Regions from separate parts of the Mus musculus genome. Here region 1 is linked to region 2. A link is a contact called in public HiChIP or PLAC-seq data. All regions are on one chromosome and are shown on one strand. The core of a region is the stretch at or near the end of the contact, and the rest is flanking DNA. Distances in the headings are between cores, read along the strand shown. Region 1 holds the start of Med12 (mediator complex subunit 12). Region 2 has its middle 16 kb from the start of Gm24061.

The links. HiChIP or PLAC-seq counts read pairs in DNA pulled down with a chosen protein or histone mark.
Region 1: a contact with region 2 is called in an H3K27ac HiChIP or PLAC-seq map of acute myeloid leukemia, with 3 times the contacts expected there. The contact joins the promoter of Med12 here to the enhancer-like site in region 2. A contact is called at or near these places in 16 of 39 promoter capture datasets (the C10 cell line, the HPC-7 cell line, cranial neural crest and 10 more), 1 of 484 Hi-C or Micro-C datasets (primitive type A spermatogonia), 8 of 115 datasets of contacts at active chromatin or transcription factors (the 230-238 cell line, acute myeloid leukemia, effector CD8 T cells and 4 more) and 4 of 9 other capture datasets (adipose tissue, liver, macrophages and 1 more).

What each region holds. Positions count from the first base shown.
Region 1 is chrX:101,272,203-101,277,161 of GRCm38.p6, forward strand. It overlaps Med12 (mediator complex subunit 12), which reads left to right and starts at 1,889. Exons shown (of 45, transcript NM_021521.2): 1 at 1,889-2,157; 2 at 2,694-2,798; 3 at 2,970-3,161; 4 at 3,290-3,449; 5 at 3,898-4,079; 6 at 4,240-4,350; 7 at 4,463-4,717. The coding sequence starts at 2,059.
Region 2 is chrX:101,155,425-101,159,946 of GRCm38.p6, forward strand. It overlaps a transcript of Snx12 not described here. Among named protein-coding and RNA genes, the nearest start is that of Gm24061, 16 kb to the left of the region's middle. Within about 2 kb of position 2,272, at least 8 of the 459 cell types and tissues checked have an H3K27ac peak or open chromatin away from gene starts, as enhancers often do. A contact at or near this core is called in acute myeloid leukemia, where this site is marked.

The sequences.
Region 1 (4,959 bases), core at 639-3,138, 120 kb after region 2:
CCCTTGGTCCTCTGGAAGAACAGGCAGTGCTCCTAATCCCTGAGCCATCTCTGCAGCTCCTCTTTTTTTTAGATTATTTATTTATTGAGACAAGATCTCACTGTGTAGTCCTGGCTGTTCTGGAAGTCAAAGAGACTGCCGACTTCTGTCACAGGAGTGCCGGGTTAGTGCCCTTTGCCACTAAGTCTGAGAAAGAGTCGTTTGTACATTTTATTTATTTGTTTGTTTGTTCCATGCATGTACACGGTGCTCAGAGGAGAGTTTGCAAAAGTCAGTTCTCTGCTTTCATCATGTGAAACCGGAAGATTCTATCCTGGTAATCAGGTACAATGGCAAGCAAGCATCTTCTGCCTTCTGCCTGGCCCTATTGTGAAGGTTCATAAGTTGGAGTTCAGATATACAAAGCTTCATGATAGAAAATATCTGACAATTTGTATAACTACTATTCTGTGAAGATTCCTGTTTCTTCCTCCTCCTGCTCCTCCTCCCTTTTCCTTTTGATCCGGCCTGGAAGCTTTAGGAGGCAGATGGCTCACTGAGCTTTCTGTGAGTTCTAGGCCAGCGTGGGCTATATGGAAAGTTTTAGGCCACCTGCGATTACATGATGAGATGACCTTGTCTCAGAAAAGAGGTGTGTGTATGTGTGTGTGTGTGTCTATGTAATTTGGGCTGGAAGTAACTTGTTATCCTTTTGCCAATCTCCCGAGCTGTGGGAATTACAGGTGTGTGACACACATAATGTAAGTGTCAATGGATTTCTTTTTGAGACAGGGTATGTGTCAGTCACTGTTGCTCTGGATGACCTGCTTGCCCCACCACATCTGACTCTGATGACACGTTGGCATTTTTTTTTTTTTTTGGTTTGTTTTTTTCCTTCCAGAGCTGAGGACGGGTACCCAGGGTCTTGTATTTGCTAGGCAAGTGCTCTACCATTGAGGTAAATCCCCAAACCCTGTGGTTTTTTTTCTTTTGAGACAAGGGCGCTATGTAATTCTGGCTGTTCTGGAGCTCAGTGTGTAGACCAGGCTGGCCTTGAACTCAGATACTCCTGCTCCTGCCTCTCTAGTTGCTAGGACTAAAGGTGTTTGCCATCAATCTGGCTACTTTTTGTTTGTTTCTTTGGTTTTGTTGTTGTTGTTGTTGAGACAGGGTTACACAGTTCATACATGGACTTGGCTGTTCTGGAAGTCATTGTGTAAACCAGGCTGGCCTTGAATTCACAGAGATCTGCTTTCTTCTGCTGGGACTAAAGGTGTGCACCGCCAGGTTAAGGGTTAACAACAACAACAAAGGGTTAGGGGGTTGTGGTGCAGAGGGCCTGTAACCACCTGGAGAGATTATAAGCACTTCAGTTTTACAGTTGCTTTCTTTTTGTGTAAGGCAAGCACTTCACAGAGATCCGTCTGTCTCTGCCTCTGCAGGGGTTAAAGGCCTGCGCCTGGCTAGACCGGATCTTTTGTATCAGATCAGAGGTGCTTTCTTAAAACAATAGTAGTTTCTAATCTTTACAACTGTCCTTTGAAGGAAGTTTAGCATGCCCATTATCCAGATGTGAGAACCAAGAAACGAAGTGATCAGTAAAAGACGCAGTTATTAACTAAACTAAAAATTCCCGAGCACTTATTTTAGGCCAAGAACTGAGCGAGGCCACGGGAAGCCAGTTCCAGCGAGAGAGCTCAGCGCCGCGGCTGCCTTCCCTATTCCAGGTCTGCGCCTCCAGCCCCGGCCACGCCGGTGGATTTCTAGTGTGTGAAATTGACTTTCCCTCCTAGGGCCCAAAGCTCCCGGGCTGTGGGGCTCCGCCCCGCGCCGGCGAGGCCCCACCCACTCTGCAGTCAGTATTGTCCGACGGTACCCAGCGTCCCTCGGCAGTTTCCGGCAGTAATCGAGAGTTTCTAACGTGCCCCGCCTCCGCCACCCCCCTTCTCTCGGCCTCGGTCCTCTCTACCGCCGCCCGGCTCGCTGTCCCCGTGCTCCCTCCCGTCCTCGGCCCTCCGCCCCTTCCCTCCCCACCTCGCCTGGCCCTGCAGGCGCCTCAGGCGGTACGGGCTGGGCAAGATGGCGGCTTTCGGGATCTTGAGCTATGAACACCGACCCCTGAAGCGGCTGCGGCTGGGGCCTCCCGATGTGTACCCTCAAGATCCCAAACAGAAGGAGGTGCGTTCACAATTCCCGGTTCCCGCGGGGTCCGGGCAGGTGTTTCGTGAGGGAAGAGACACTGACAGTTGAGGGCAAGGGGGGATGAGGTTAGGTGAGAGAAAAAGTCCCAACAGGGGGAAGAGTAGAGTGGACTGGTGCCCTGCTGGAGAGTAGGGTCTGCCAGCAGTTCCGGTTGAGGAGCTCGTGGGTTCAGGAGCCATGCCAGAGGTGCCCCCCTCCACACTCACTCGGGCGCTCACACACAAACCTCAGAAAGTTGTTAGGGCCAGCTTGGTGAGGTGCCGGTAAGGGAAGAGTGATGTTGAGGTCGCTCTGGGGGATGTGGGAGTCTCATTGACTGTGGGGGTGAGGGTGGGGTCCAAATGAACATAAGGGCTGGGCTTTAAATAACAACCTCTTCTAGTCAGAATCCTCCTCCTCCTCCTCCTCCTCCTCCTCCCTGGCTCCCTTGTTACCTTTTCCTCTGCCCTCTCTTACAACCTCTTCTATAAGGTGAATGAGGGTGAGCTAAAAATGCTGTTTTTCTGCCTCAGGATGAACTGACGGCTTTGAATGTAAAACAAGGTTTCAATAACCAGCCTGCTGTCTCTGGGGACGAACATGGCAGTGCCAAGAACGTCAACTTCAATCCTGCCAAGGTGAGACAACCCTGCCAGGCTGAAGGAAAAGGCTGGAAGAATCTGAGGAGCAAAAGCTCCGGGTTGGGCAAACTGAAAGGGACAACCTAGGTGGCAGAGTTTATAACTCAGTGCTAGCACATTGGCATTTTCACAGTCTTCCTACCCTGAGGTCTACTTTTCCCCCTTTAGATCAGTTCCAACTTCAGCAGCATCATCGCAGAGAAGTTAAGGTGTAATACTCTCTCTGACACTGGTCGCAGGAAGTCCCTAATGAACCAGAAGGACAACTTCTGGCTGGTGACTGCAAGATCTCAGAGTGCTATTAACACCTGGTTCACTGACCTGGCTGGCACCAAACCACTCACACACCTAGCCAAAAAGGTGAAGTACTCTTTTCCTGTTCTTAAGGTCAAGGTGGGGAATGTGTCTACCTATATTCTAAGATGTAGCTATGTGGTGTCAGCTCCCTGGAGTAATTAGAGACATTGCTGTTTGTGATGCCCATCCAGGTCCCCATTTTCAGTAAAAAGGAAGAAGTATTTGGGTATTTGGCCAAATACACGGTGCCTGTGATGCGGGCTGCCTGGCTCATTAAGATGACTTGTGCCTACTATGCAGCAATGTCTGAGACTAAGGTTAAGAAGAAAAATACTGCTGACCCCTTCACTGGTAAGTAACTCTGTACACCTGGTATACCACTGATGGCTTCAAGGAGTGATGGAGCCTTAGAATAAATCTTCCTAGTCTATTCCTTGCTTCTGCATGAATCTTATGTGCACGAAATTGGTAAGCATGGAGTAATTTGAGTATCTGCTGTGTTCAGGTACTGGGCTGTAAAGATGACCAGCATATAATTTCTGCTCTTTAGATCTTAGTGGAGATGCTAAGGCATATGTAGCATAATTAAATATAGAAAGTGGTAAACATCAAAAGAGTAGACAGAAGGTTCTTTGAGACTTCAGTGGATGTAATGATTGCTTTAAGGAGGTGGCATTTGTCTACAGGCTAAGAGGATGAATAGAGCTTGGAACTCTGGTGATTGTGGGTGGAGGCAGGGGATAGAGTATTCTAAGCTTAAGAATAGTATCATATAGTTCCCTTTCCGTATTTTCTTTAGAATGGACTCAAATCATCACAAAGTACTTGTGGGAGCAGCTACAGAAGATGGCTGAGTACTATCGGCCAGGGCCTGCAGGAAGTGGAGGCTGTGGTTCTACTATAGGGCCTTTGCCCCATGATGTAGAGATGGCCATCAGGCAGTGGGATTACAATGAGAAGCTCGCCTTGTTCATGTTTCAGGTAGGAGCAAGGGCATGTTGTACATGGCATTGAGTTGCACCTTATCCTGTCCTGTTGGAATAGAATGGAATTTGCCTTTTACCTTGCCCCTGGTATAGCTCTCTTCATTCTTCCATTTACTTTATCTGCCTTACCTCTAATAGTTCCCTGCTATCCATAGGATGGAATGCTGGACAGACATGAGTTCCTGACTTGGGTGCTTGAGTGTTTTGAGAAAATACGCCCTGGAGAAGATGAATTGCTTAAATTGCTGCTTCCCCTACTGCTGCGAGTAAGACCTAGGCCCAGGGAGGGACTATTTAGAGGGATTTGAGTAAGAATTAGACATCAGAGCAGTATCTTCTGGAGAAACCTAGCGGGCTCTGTTGGTCATATCTTTACAGTACTCAGGGGAGTTTGTTCAGTCTGCCTATCTGTCCCGCCGCCTTGCCTACTTCTGTACCCGGAGATTGGCTCTCCAGCTGGATGGTGTGAGCAGCCACTCATCTCATGTCATAGCTGCTCAGTCAACAAGTTCTCTGCCCACTACCCCAGCACCTCAGCCCCCAACTAGCAGTACACCCTCGACTCCCTTTAGTGACCTGCTTATGTGCCCTCAGCATCGTCCCCTGGTTTTTGGCCTCAGCTGTATCCTTCAGGTAAGTACTTAAGGGCCCAAGAAAGTATAAAGAATTGACTGCTCTTCCTGGAGAATGGGGGTGAGTTCAACTTGGAGGTGGGAGCAGGCACCGAGTACCTGTTCAAGAATTAGTGTTTCTCTGTAATAGGATGTTCCCTTTTAGAGATTTCGGACATTGTCTTCCAGGACTAAGTAATATGGCCCAAAGCTTTTTAGAAAAGTGCATGAGAATCTGGGTATGATAGTGTATGCCCGTAGTCC
Region 2 (4,522 bases), core at 1,022-3,521:
CAAATACTCATACATGGGAAAAATATACATAAATAAATATGTGATTGGGTTTTTTTAGATTTTTTTATTATTATTTTATGTGTATGAGTGTTTTGCCTTTCATGAATCTATCAACCACATACACCGGTGCTTGAGGAGGTGGTGAGCTTCCATGTGAGTGCTGGGAATTAAATCTGGGTCCTTTCCAACAAGTGCTATAAACCACTGAGCCAACTCTCTAGCCTGATGGGATTGGTTTTGAGACAGGATCTCACTATGTAGCCCTGGCTGGTCTAGAACTGACTATATAGACCAGACTGGCTTTGAACTCACAGAGATCTACCTGCCTCTGCTGGAATTAAAGTCATGTGCTCCCATGACTGGCCCAGAAATAAATGTTTTTTTTTTTAACTAAATTTCTAAGTCTAGAGTTACACTTTAGCTTGTTTTCCGTGTCCTACCCCTCACTGCTGAGCTACTTGCTAACAATAAATTCAGGGAGAGGGGGCATCATAGCCTTAAATTGTGTACCCAGTGACGACTTTGCCTGGTTGAATGCATAGTTCCAATTCAACGGTCTTACAAAGATGGCCTTGGTTAAATAAAATGGGTCATAAAACAAAACAAAAAGTCATGATTCTGGGAAAGGGACTGATAGGATTCAAGTGGGGCTATTGACAAGGGTGGGAGAGAGATAAGGGGGGGAGGAGTGTAATCAGAATGTATTGTGTTTGTGTATGAAATTGTCAAAGAACATTCGTCAAATAAAACTGTAACGTTGTCTACAGATAATCTCAGCTCTCCCGTGACAGTAAAATTTTAGTAAGCGATTCCCTTTCCAAGTTCTCAGATTTCTGCCACACTCATTAGAGCACCAAGCAAAGCCGCATGCCATTCAGTAACCAGCTCCCTGCAAAAACTATTCTACACTAATATGGAGTAGCAAGAAAAATAAATAAATCCTAGAAACAGTTATCTATGCTTATGTTTTCAAACCTAGATGGACGGAATATAAAAATGTGAGCCCCCTCGGGGTGATTCCCATGGTAAATGATGTCAGCAATGAGAAATCTCCTGTTGGGGACATCAAACAAGCTGTGTGAGCTTTAGCGGGGAAGCAAATTGCAGTCTTTCTCCCCTCCCCCCCTTTTTCTTTTGTGGCAGGATTTTCTCAAAGCCAACCCACCTGTCTTTGCCTCTCAAGTGCTGGGATTACAGGCCTGCCAACGACAGTTGGAGTCTTTACTGTTTGTTTACGTTTCCTAAAATCTGGAACATAAATGTGATAACTATTACAAGTCAGTTATCCAAAAGATGGGTGTTTTTTTTAATGGTACACAACATAGCTGTATTTTCCACTAGTCATGGAAATAAACATCTTTTAGGACACAAGAAGGTCTTCACATCGTGCACCAGAAGTATTCTGTAGAGTGTGAAGGGACCGCATAAGCAGGAGCTTTGTCTTTGTCTCCATGTACCCCCTTCCCGCTTGCCTACTTCCTGGTCTCACTGCACTCTGAACAATCTAAACTGATTTACTCGTGGTGATCTCTAGAAGAATCTATTAGGAATTGTCTTTGTAGACTTGGATTCCACCCAGCATCCCATTTCTCTCTGTGACACTTCATTCCACACTACAGACATACTTAACATCTTCCCATTCAAAACTTAACATGTGATTTCCACACTAATCTCACTTCAAACTATCCTTTTTCCCTCCTTCCCTTCACAGTCAGATAGATGGGTGGAGTGACTAGTCTACAGCCACTCTCCTTTCCTACCATCTGTCCTTTCCCCTTTCCATTGAGTCACTTCACTGCACTCTGGCTTCTGCTATAATATTATCAAACTATAATAGAAGCCAGATGTGGTGGCAGATACAAACCTGTAATCTTAGCACTTGGGGCTAGAAGATCATTTTAAGTTCTAGGTTGGGCTAGACCCTGTCTAAAAAATTCAGAGGGGAGGGGAGGGGAGAGGGAGGGAAGGAAGGAGGGAGGCTGACATACCAGGGGCTGAACTCATTGGCCCACATTTATAGTCTAAGGCAACTGGTTGATCTTGTTTCCCAAAGTTCTTACTGTCTCCTCATTCTCCTATCTCTCTCTTCTTTTCCAGTCAGAGTGTCTCCGTTCAACTCTTACTCATTGGGATTTGCCAGGATTATGCCCTAGTGTTTCTTCTCTTCTCCAACAACCTGGAACAAAGTTCAACTGCTTACACAGCTTCAACTGCCATCTAACACTGATGGATTGCAAAATTTGAAACCAGAGCCCCAAACTCTTGCGTAACTCCCAGACATTTCCAAATAACTGTTAAGCATCTTGACCTACAGGCTGCAAAGGTGACTTAAGTGCCACAGGTCTAAGATCAGATTTGTCTTCTCTCTAGCCACAATCCATTGGCTTTCTAATTTATATTCCTTTTTTTCCCCCAGGCTTGATTCCCAAACTAAAAACTTTGGGTTTTGGCTCAACCTCCTTTCTCTAACCCTGTACATGCAACAAATTAGCAGACTGTCCTAAATATTGTATCCCGTGTCATTCTGTCAAGCTTGGCATATCCCCTGGTTAAAGCTGTTAGCTTGGACACCTGCTAACTAGTAGCCCTACCCATCAATCTTCTCCCATTCCAAGCCAGTTCTACTTCCACAACTGCGTTCAAAATTATCTTTGATTTATTCATTACAAAACAAAACCAAATCCACGCTTCTGAATTCTGAGTGCCCGCCAGAATACAGACTCCTTGGTTTAGCATATTAGGATTCAGCTGTGTCTGTGAGTTTCAAGCATAATGGCTCTCAGTCTCAGAATAACAACTTCTCCAGTATTGACTATGCTCGCGTATGTCTTCCTGTCTTCACATACTGCATTCCCTCCTCTTAGAATTATCTCCTTATTTTGTCACTCCTCATCCTTAAATGTGTGCCTTCTTGACAAACACCTTAGCTGTCATCAAGCAGTTTTGCTAAACAAAGTATGTTCATTAACTTGTTTAATCTTCAATCAATACTGTGAGGTAACTACCATGCTGGCCATTTTACAAATGAAAACAAATAGTGAAAGGGTTAATTAAGTTTCTATCTAGTAGGTGGAAGAATTTTTATATATATTTTCAAAGCCTGAACCTTTAACTAGCTTGCTACAGGAAATGTGCACTATTTACAGTCTATTACTCTGTTCTTTACATTCCTACAGCACTCTGTTCGATTCCCTGCCATGAGTTACACACTAGGGCATAGTATCTCTTTCCCCCACCTCCTTTTTACGATGCTAGGGATCAGAATCAGGGCCTTGTGTGTGCTAAGCAAATACTCTTCCACTGAGTTACATTGCAGCTGAGAATGTACTACTTCTATTTATATGGTATCAACCCCCACTATAGTGTAAGACACGGGGTAAAGAAACAAAGTCTTAGTAATGTTTGCATCCTAATGCATTTAGTACATTATAGGTGTCTGATAAATGTTCATCATATAAGCAAATTCTAAAACCTTTCTCAGCCAGTATCTGTTTGCTGCCTTGCTTTTTCCTCTGCCAGCGGTATCCTTTCAATATTCACTCACTTCTAAGCACTAAATGCTGACAAAGCAAGTTAACTTGTAAGCTACCATGTCAGTGCTAGGAACTGAACACAGGTCCTCTGAACAGCTCCTCTGAAAAAGCAGCCAGTGTTCTTAATCACCGAGCCATCTCTCCAGGCACTCGTTTCTATTTTTAATTAAAATAAAACATCATTGATGCTTCAGATGTACTTGATGGTAAAATACTTGCCTAGCATGTGCAAGGCTCTAGGTTCAATTTCCAGCAGCACAAAAACATAATGTTGCATGTGCACTTAGGTTTCTGGCCCCTCTTCCCTCTCCCTCCCCAGAGGTCACCAGGCTTTGGTGTTTTTTAATTTAAGTACATGTTCTGTATTTATTCTTCACCTGTAGTACATATCTCTAAAACATAATACATAATTATGGGTGATGTGGAAGGCTCCCAATGAATCATGAATCTTTGAATCCATATTTTTGGGTAGTCTAATTCCCTGCCAGCTCGGGACTTGGCTGTGTGATTTGCTTTGGCCAATGAGATGTCTGCAAGTGTGATGCGCAGCTAGGCTTTCAAAGCACTTGTACATTAAGGCCTGCGTTGTTAAAATGTTGCCACCATGTGAAAAGGTTCAAAGTTTCTGGAGAGGTACCAGGACTGAAAGCTGGTCAACTGCCATACTTACGAATGAGGGCATGTTAAACCATTCCACTTCCATCAAGCCTCCATCCAACTGTATGGATGAGGAAGGCCAGGCAAGAGAACAGAAGGGCTCAAATGGATCTATCCAAAATTATCTACAGAAGAAAAATAACGGCTTAACATAGTCTGAGCTATATCAGTCATTTCTTTTCTGGCTGATTTTTACCTTACTCTCTAACGTACTATAAAGTGGGCTCTCAGTCACTCCATTCCAATAAAACTTCTCATTAAGGTCACGACTACTTGCTCATGTTTTCTTATTGAAAAGCCAAGTCTCTCCCTACCTTACTTAGAACAGTGGT